Regions from separate parts of the Mus musculus genome. Here region 2 is linked to region 1. The links are chromatin contacts, called in public HiChIP or PLAC-seq maps. All regions are on one chromosome and are shown on one strand. The core of a region is the stretch at or near the end of the contact, and the rest is flanking DNA. Distances in the headings are between cores, read along the strand shown. Region 1 overlaps Ttyh1 (tweety family member 1). Region 2 overlaps Brsk1 (BR serine/threonine kinase 1).

Region 1 (4,677 bases), core at 1,788-4,287:
TAAGGACAGTGGCCCCTGGGACTGCAGGGTTGTGATTCTAGATCTCACACTTCCATTACTCTGCTGTGTAACTCTAGGACAACTGTGTCCAGCCCTGGGCCTATGAGAAGACATGAGACACAGGTCTTCTGAAAGACCCTACCATATGCAGAGTCCACTATAGTATAGTTTATCTGAAGCATGGCCTCACTCTCTAGTCGGGGCTGGCTGGAGTTTGTGTATTGATTGGTCTAGCCTGAAAGTGTGGCCGTTTTCTCACCTCAGCTGCCAGAATGCTGGGGTTACAGGCATGCACTATCACACCTAGATCAGAGCCGCCCTGTTCCACAAGGTGTTTCGAGCTGTAAACATCCCTTCTGCCTACCTTTCCTTTCCTCTACCCTGTGGGTCTCGCTACACATTCCGCCCTGTCTGCTTTTTCTATAGTTCTGTATATGCCCCTCTTTGTCTCTTCATCTCTGTCTGTCTCTCTCCTCGATCTCTGATTTAATCCTTCTGATGTTTTGTGTGTCTTATCTCCATATCTCTCTCTTGTTTCCTTGGCTGCCTCTTTCTGTCTGCATCGTCATCTCTTTTGCTCATCAGTCTCCCTTCCCTATCTCCATCCCTGGGCCTTGACTCTCTCTCTCTCTCTCTCTCTCTCTCTCTCTCTCTCACACACACACACACACACACACACACACACACACACACACACACACGCTGTCACAGCATCCCTGTTTCCATCCCCAGCCCTGGGGTGACAAACTCAGTTGCAGTGGGTGTGTGAGCTCAGTAGCAGGAGGGAGAGAGGGGTAAAGGAGGCTGCCTCTCCTGTTCTCCCGAAATACAGACACGGGGGCCTTCCTGCCCCTTATTCCCATACAGTTCAGAGAGCAGCAGCAAGTCCTTGGGGCATGTTTCATTTCAATTGCCATGCAGCTGAGAAGGAACTTCTTGTCTGGGACATGGAAGTGCCCTCTGAGGCTTCTCAACACCTCTTCCTCAGGCCCTGCTGCTGGTGGCAGCCTTGGCTGGGCTTGGTTTAGGCCTGAGCCTCATCTTCATCGCTGTCTACCTCATCCGCTTCTGCTGCTGCAGGCCTCCAGAACCCCATGGGGCCAAGAGTCCCCCACCCGGAGGAGGTTGCGTCACCTGGAGCTGCATTGCTGCCCTTCTCGTGGGCTGGTAATGGGGCCCCAGGGTGGGTGGGGGCGGGGACAGAGATTCCTATACTCGCTGTCTTTTTCTAGAGACCTTGGGGGTATGAGCCCAGAGTTAGGAGGGAGAACCGCTAGGCACTAAGAGTGCCTGCCTGCCCTGTGAGTGGGGGATAGAGAGGTTTGAGGGGTGTGAAGCAGCCTGCCTGGGAGGAGAAAAGAAAGCCTACTAGGCTTGGAGATCTCAGTGGTTCTCTCATTGGCCCGCGGTTCTATCTAGAGGCGTGAGATACTCTCTAGACTTCAGTTTCTCCATCTATAGCGCGTGGTTTGCGGCACTACGCATACCCTAGTTACAGTGAGAATAGACTAGAGAGTGCACAGTGCCTGGATGTCCCCTATGAGTGTTAACACTGATCAAACTCATTCATTCGCTCACTCATCAACTCATCAGTTCAACAACTGAACATAACTACTCTGTGCCAGGCACTGAACACGCCACAGAAAGCACTCTGTGATTTCAGCCAGAGTGCCAATCAGGGAAACAGACCGTAGAGGGTCACCACCAGTAGCACCCACTCAGCCCACACTAAAGCTGGGTCTGGGTCCTTCTCGTGATGAGAGCTGGGCTCAAGATTGCCACACCTGGTCCTGAATGAGGATCGTCAGGAAGGGAGAAACATGACTTTGCAAGCCTATATGGTTTAAGAGGCAAGCGGAGAGTCAGACTCATGGTATAAGAACCATCCAGGGCTCCCAATGTGCTTGCTCCCTAGGAGTTACCCCGAACTTGACACTGAGATTTCTGGCTCTGAGTCCAGCCCCTACCGGGTCATAGTTAGTTAAGGGGCTGAGACCTAGTGGGGACCTCATACATGGCCAGCAGGACTACTTTAGAAATCTGGTGTCCCCTCCAGCCAGCTGGGGGTTATGTCCTGGAGCACTCTCACCCCAGTCTGGGCTGTGGGCCACTCTTCCTCATTGTAGGAAGAAGAGGGTGTGTGTTTGGGAGTATATGGGGGTTGGGCGCCCTATAGCCAAGATTTTTTTTCTCATCAGGCTCTCCAGAATGGGGGTGGATGGGGGTGGGATGTTGAAAAAGGCCCAGTGGGGGTGAGGCACAGCCCCAGCCCCCTCAGAGCCTAGGAACAAGAGGAGCTTTGTAGGGTCCTGAACAATGGGGCAAGGGCAGTAGGCTCCCATCCAAGGGATGAGGTGGGGCCTGTGTAGCCCAAGGCTGGGAACTGTGAGGGCATCAGGCTCTCGCCCCCTCCAGTGTGGAGTACAGACTAATGGAGGAAAGTGGGTCCCCATATTCAAGCTCCACAATGGAGTCTGTGTGTTGGCTGGGCAGAGACAGGGCCCAGCTCTTGGCCTGGCCTCTCCAGCCCTCCCTCCCACATTCTCTCAGTCTCTTCCAGCTGGCTGGATGCCTGGATCCCTGGGCATCATAGGGGAAGGCTTAGAGCTCTGGGCACAATGTCTTTTACAAAAGAATAGGGTCTAGGGCATTTAGGAGGAAGGGGTAAGGAACACCTGGGCTAGAAGAGACAGCACTTGGCCTAATGATTCCTAAGACAAGGCTGTAAATGCTGAATGTCTTTGCAAAGGATGTGGGAGTTGTTTGTGAGCTGATCACTATTAGGACTGATTGATAACCTTTAATCCAGGGCTAGCTAGGCAAAAACCAGGGTTCCACTCTGGGGAGGTGTGAGTTAAATCTGGGGGCTCTGTCTTTTCCACCACTCCACCCACCATTAGCATCACAATGACGTCTCTCCAGCAGGGGGAGTGAGGTCTTCAGGTTACCTTGGCAACTGGTGGAGGCAAACCTCGTGCTGTTCTTTTTCCCACGGAGGATGAACCAATAGGGTGGATGCAGAGATCAGATAGGCAAATGAAGAAGCTGGGAGGATGGGTATGTGTGTAGAGGCATGGTGACACCCTCCAGGGTCTGAGACTGGTTGGTATTTCTTCTTCCTTTCCCTTCAGTGCCGGCATTGGCATTGGTTTCTATGGTAACAGCGAGACCAGCGATGGGGTGTCCCAGCTCAGCTCAGCACTGCTGCACGCCAACCACACGCTCAGCACCATCGATGACGTGGTGAGAGAGCCAGCCACTGACCAGACTGCAGACTCATGCCCCAGTTGGTCTTCATATGGGAATGTGGTCCCCCACTGGAGACCAAAAGCAGCCAAATCAAAGCAGATTTCAGACCAAAAACTTAATCCCCGAATGCAGAGCTGCAGACTCAGACCTGCAGACATTGGGCCATATGTTCAACCCCAACCCTGCAAACCGGAGCTGGATCCGCATTCAGACTGAAGACTCACATCCAGCCCCAGGCCTGCACTGCGGGTTACAGTCCAAGCATTAAGGAAACCAGCTCCTGCCCTCAGGCCAGATCCAAAGCTACAGACCCTGTCCTTGGCTCAGATGCAAGTTCAGGAACTCCCCGCCCCCCACCCCACTGTGAGCTTTTATGTACCCAGGATTCCAGAGCTCAGGGCTAAGGTGCAGCCCACTTCCAACCTTGAACTTCAGTACCTACTAGTCAGACTTCAGACCCCAACCTCAAAAAGGCAGATGCAGATTTCAGACCTTAGGTCCCCCAACCCCTTCCATTTTGACCTAATTTCAACTCTGGGATTAGAATCTTTACCTTAGGCTCAAGCCCCCTGACCAACTAGAGCTCCTGACAAGATCTGGGAACCTCCCACCTTCACTCACGGTCTCCTCAGTCTCCAGAAGCCCCAGACTCCAGATCTCAGGCACCTGGCGCTCCTTAATCCTGCTTCACCACCCCCTGCCCCACCCCAGACTTTATCCCTCGTCCACAACCCTAGGCTTCCGGTAACCACCACCCCAGAGGTGAGACAATGTCATCTCCCCAGGTGCTGGAAACGGTGGAGAGGCTGGGTGAGGCAGTGAAGACGGAGCTGACCACCCTGGAGGAAGTGCTGTCAGTCCGCATGGAGCTGGTGGCTGCCACCAGGGGAGCCCGAAGGCAGGCTGAAGCTGCTGCTCAGTACCTGCAAGGACTGGCCTTCTGGCAAGGAGTGTCCCTGAGCCCCGTACAGGTGGCTGAAGATGTGACTTTCGTGGAGGAGTACAGGTGGGAGAAGGATTTCCCTATTTATTTTTTAAGCACTGCGGTCTCTAGATCCTGAGGGATGTGGGTTAGTATCTGAACAGTTTAATTTGTCCCACTGGTTGAATGAGAAGCTACTGGCTGGCTCCTGGTGGGTGGAGACAGGATGCTGCCCATCATCCTATAGGCCAGCCCCTCTGTGATTGTAAAGCAAGGCTGATATACTCAGCAATGACCAAGTAGTTGAGGGCCCACCCTCATAGTTACATACCCTGTCACGACCACTCTTTCATTCATTTACTCACTCAGCCATTCCTTAAATGATTCATTCAGCAGGTACATCACCATTCCACACAGTTGCTCCTGGACTAACCCTAGTAGTAATCCTACCTGCTAGATGATTCTGGGGGCACCTGTGTTCATCGTGCAACTCGTCTGGTGAGAGA
Region 2 (4,410 bases), core at 73-2,572, 580 kb after region 1:
TGCTGGGATTAAAGATACCATGCTGGAAGTTGAACCCAGGGCTTCGTGTATGCTAGGCAAGCTCTCTACCCACTGGGTTAGATCTCCAGAGCCAACGCTCAGCTTTCTGTCATCAGTAGGGAAAGGATAGAGTTCAAATCTCTGCTTCCTCATGCTGGACAAGTAAATCGCTCCCTTTGTGTAGGCCTCAATCCTCCTAATCAAGTAATTATATGTGAACCGAATAATTACATGTGGATAATTACAGTACCAACAATTGTGAAGGTTTAAATTAAATACAAGATCCCAGGTTCCCCTCCAGTACTGCAAACAGATAAGCAACAAAAAACACAGTACAGCCGGGCAGTGGTGGTGCACACCTTTAATCCCAGCACTTGGAAGGCAGGGGCAGGCAGATTTCTGGGTTCGAGGCCAGCCTGGTCTACAAAGTGAGTTCCAGGACAGCCAGGGTTATACAGAGAAACCCTGTCTCAAAAAACAAAACAAACAAAAAAAAAAAAAACCATCACATTACAAACAACTTAGAGTAAGAACTGACCTTGATGTGTCAGTTTTTGTTGTGTGGCTTTTGTTGTGGCCAGAGGGTAGAAGGAACCTAGCTGGTTTCTAACAGAAGCAAGACCTCCCTATTCCAGGACTCACTAACTCACTGATCACAGTGATTATATAAAATTGGACTTCCGAGAGTAATGAGGACCAGCTGTGCTGTGGCTGATATTTTTAATCTGTCCCATAGCCTTTCCCAATAGAATCCTCACATCCCTTACACAGAGGCGATAAGCTGAGGCTCACTGCCAGTGCCATCAGGCACCAGAGCCAAAGGCAGGCTGTCTGACTCCAAGACCAGTCAGAAGGTGCCCTCCCCATCTACCTTCACCCTGCATTCTGTCCATGCCCCTTAGATACCAGGGTCAACCGTTTAAAACATTTGGGAAAGCCCTCAGACTCATCTCTCCCAAGAGCCCTCCTCTAATTCCTTATGTCAGACCAGACCCCCTTCTTACTCTGTCCCAATCCTGAACATTACATCAGCCCATTCCACCTGTATTCCCCACCCGACCCCCGTTTCTCCTTTTATTCTCTTATTCCCTTTGTTATGTTTATTTACGTATTCATGGAGGGGGTGTGCTGGCAAGCGTATTCAAGGCATGCTTGAGGTCAGAGGACAGCTAGCAGGCGGCAATCCTTCCCTTCACCACACCACGTGGGTCCCAGGGATCAGCTCTGGTACAGAGGCTTGGCGGCACATGCCTGGGTTACATGTCATGTCACGGGCCTATTTGAGACAGGTTCTCATATGTCCCAGGCTGGCCTTGACCTCATTATGTAACTGGAGATGAGCATCTGATCTCCTTGCTTCTCCTGCCTCCCTCCCAGGGCTAGGGTTCCAGGACTCAGGTCCACGTCCCGTATCTGCAGTGCTGAGAATTCTGCACAGCTTGCTGCATGTGCTTAGTAGAAAAGCGCTCTACTGCCAACTGAACCACAGCCCCAGCCAGTTTCTCTCTTTCTTTCCTTCTTTCCTTTTTTCGCTCTCTGTCTCTCTGTCTCTGTCTCTGTCTCTCTCTCTTTCTTCCTTTGTTTGTTTTTGTTTGGTGTTTGTTTCAGACAGGGCCTTTGTTTGTAGACCAGGCTGGCCTCCAGCCAACAGAGGTTGCCTGCCATGTCTAACCAAGTTCTAGGATTAAAGGCGTGCACTGCTGCACCAGGCCCTCTTTATAGTTTGTTTGTTTGAGACAGGGTCTCACTGGTAACCTTGGCTGTCCTAGAACTTGCTCTGTAGACCAGGCTGGCCTCAAACTCATAAAGGTCAACCTGCCTCTGCCTCCCGAGTGCTGAGATTGAAGGTGTGCACGAAGAGTTTAGAGAGAGGCTTATTTTAGTTTTGATGTATTTTTGTTTTGTTTTAATGTAGTTTTGTTTGTGGCAGTGTGTCGCATCACCCAGGCTGGCCTCAAAGCTCAATATGTAACCGAAAATGACCTTGAACTTCTGAGCCTCCGGCCTCCACCTCCCGAGTGTGGGGTGTAGGCCTGTGACACCAGTGGTGCTGGGGGTGGGACCCTGGGCTTCCTGGAAGTTAGGCAAGCGCCCCACTGGCTGAGCTACATCTCCAGCCCTATATAGGTGTGGACAGTAAGTATCCAACCCAACTCTCAATCTTTTTTTTTTAAAGATTTATTATATGTATATGAGTACACGGTAGTTATCTTCAGACACTCCAGAAGAGGGCGTTGGGTCCCATTACAGATGGACCATGTGGTTGCTGGGAATTGAACTCAGGACCTCTCTAAAGAGCAGTCTCTTAACCACTGAGCCATCTCTCCAGCCCATCACCTGGACAGTGTTAAGCTCCACCTAAGGAAGGCTCGAAACCTTCCTGACACTGTGGCCCTTTATTCCGTTCCTCATGTTGTGGTGACTCCCGACCATAAAGTTGTTTTGGTTGCTACTTCATAACTGTGATTTCACTACTCTTACGAACCGTGGTGTAAATGTCTGTGTTTTCTGATGGTGTTAGACGACCCCTGTGTGAGGGTCATTTAACCTGTCAAAGGGGCCATGACCCACAGCTTGAGAACCACTGCCGTAAGGAAAGAGACAACGATGTAGCTCACTTGGTAGATTGCTTGTCCAGGACACATGAAGCCTCTGGTTCCATCCCCCAAACTACATGAACTGGGCCTGGTGGTGCATGTCTATAACACCACCACCCCCACCCCCACCCCCGCCAAGAGCTGCCACGCCAGGTTGAGAATCACTGACCTGAGGCTCTTGATGATGTCTTGCACAGGGGGCACTGCCCTTCGATGACGACAACCTGCGCCAGCTACTGGAGAAGGTGAAACGTGGGGTCTTCCACATGCCTCACTTCATCCCTCCAGACTGCCAGAGCCTCCTGAGAGGGATGATTGAAGTGGAGCCCGAGAAAAGGCTCAGTGTAAGCAGCGAGGGGCTGGCAGAGGTGAAGTGGTTCCAGAGAGTTCCTGGAGGGCTGCCTGTAAAGCCTGCCATTGGATGAGTTTGCTGGTTAAGCCACAAGCCCAAGGTCCAGCAAAACCTAAAACTTAGAATCATTCCCAAGTTGGACCAAGGACCCTTGAGGGCGGCGCATTGAGGGATTGGCGGGGGTTGAAAGGCTGGCACTTGGCGTGCAGTAAACTGCTACCTGGGTTTAAAAATGGTCAATCTGCAGGTGCTTGACCGCCACCAGGGGAAGACATGATGTCACCCTGCTTCGGGATGGGTCAGTGACCTCCCGGAGCCAATGCTAATCAATTTTATGTTACTGCTTGCTAGCTATTGTATGTGACCTAATTTCTGCTTCTCTGTGACCCACCCCTTCACAGCTGGAGCAAATTCAGAAACATCCTTGGTATCTGTGAGTAGGAGGGAATTGAACAGTTGGGTACCTGCGGGAGGAGGTAGGGCACCCGGGTCAGAATAGAAAGGTGGAGGGTGGGGTGCCATATTCCTGATGGGTGGGATGGGATGGAGGGACCTACCGTCTCAAACTTCAGAGTATGGGCAGAGGAGGACAAAGCTAAAGAAAGGGAGGGTGTGGAGTCTAGAGGGAGGAGGGCTCCGGACTCTTTGAGTCAGAGTTTGAAGAACTAGGGTCTGGACACCCTCAGTCTGAGGAAGATGGGGACCCAGACTCTCCAGATCCTGGGATGAGGAGTCTGGGCATAGGACGTAACACTAGGAAGATAAGCGTTTCTCTACTATTCCAGGGGCGGGAAACACGAACCAGACCCTTGCCTGGAGCCAGCCCCAGGCCGCAGAGTAGCCATGCGTAGCCTGCCTTCCAATGGCGAGCTGGACCCTGACGTTCTGGAAAGCATGGCGTCTCTGGGCTGCTTCAGAGACCGCGAGCGGCTGCACAGAGAACTGCGAAGCGAGGAGTAAGAGCTCCCAAAATCCTTTTCACCGGCGCCCCACTTCATTGAATGGGTTGTGGCAGTTCCCTAGAAAGCCTGAAGGGGGCGTGCCGCATCCAGTTTTATGGATCTGACAAACTTTAGTGCTGGTGCACGGGAATAATCTGGAAATGCTCAGAGAAAGAAAGCATTAAAGCTGAGATGGGCGTGAATGGTGTCTTCATTACGTAGAACTTAATAAGTGCTTAAGTTGTGACGAACACTGAACATAGGAAGCCAACTATGTTGGCTTGTGGGAAAAAATGGCATTTTGGGTCCAAAAAAGAGAAATAAGACCTGAACACCTGTGTCTGAGGGAGGAAGGCTAGGGGCTTTCACTTGGGGGACTGTGGTGGGAGGGGTGAGGTCTGAACTCGAAAGTTTAAAGGAGAAGGGCTGGGGTCTGGATTCCTTGGTCCAAGGAAGAAGGTCTGGACTTGTACCGTTGGATATGGGGGCAGATCTGTTAGGTGGCCTGAGCTCAAAGATC

Evidence for each region. HiChIP or PLAC-seq counts read pairs in DNA pulled down with a chosen protein or histone mark.
Region 2: a contact with region 1 is called in an H3K27ac HiChIP or PLAC-seq map of embryonic stem cells, with 2.1 times the contacts expected there. The contact joins two enhancer-like sites. A contact is called at or near these places in 1 of 39 promoter capture datasets (cranial neural crest), 2 of 115 datasets of contacts at active chromatin or transcription factors (both in embryonic stem cells) and 1 of 9 other capture datasets (liver).

What each region holds. Positions count from the first base shown.
Region 1 is chr7:4,121,489-4,126,165 of GRCm38.p6, forward strand. Ttyh1 (tweety family member 1) reads left to right here. Exons shown (of 14, transcript NM_021324.6): 2 at 989-1,167; 3 at 3,132-3,243; 4 at 4,035-4,255. Among named protein-coding and RNA genes, the nearest start is that of 9430041J12Rik, 3.1 kb to the left of the region's middle. Within about 2 kb of position 3,038, at least 147 of the 459 cell types and tissues checked have an H3K27ac peak or open chromatin away from gene starts, as enhancers often do. A contact at or near this core is called in embryonic stem cells, where this site is marked.
Region 2 is chr7:4,701,334-4,705,743 of GRCm38.p6, forward strand. It overlaps Brsk1 (BR serine/threonine kinase 1), which reads left to right. Exons shown (of 19, transcript NM_001003920.3): 8 at 2,795-2,941; 9 at 3,351-3,382; 10 at 3,735-3,905. Among named protein-coding and RNA genes, the nearest start is that of Brsk1, 13 kb to the left of the region's middle. Within about 2 kb of position 1,323, at least 17 of the 459 cell types and tissues checked have an H3K27ac peak or open chromatin away from gene starts, as enhancers often do. A contact at or near this core is called in embryonic stem cells, where this site is marked.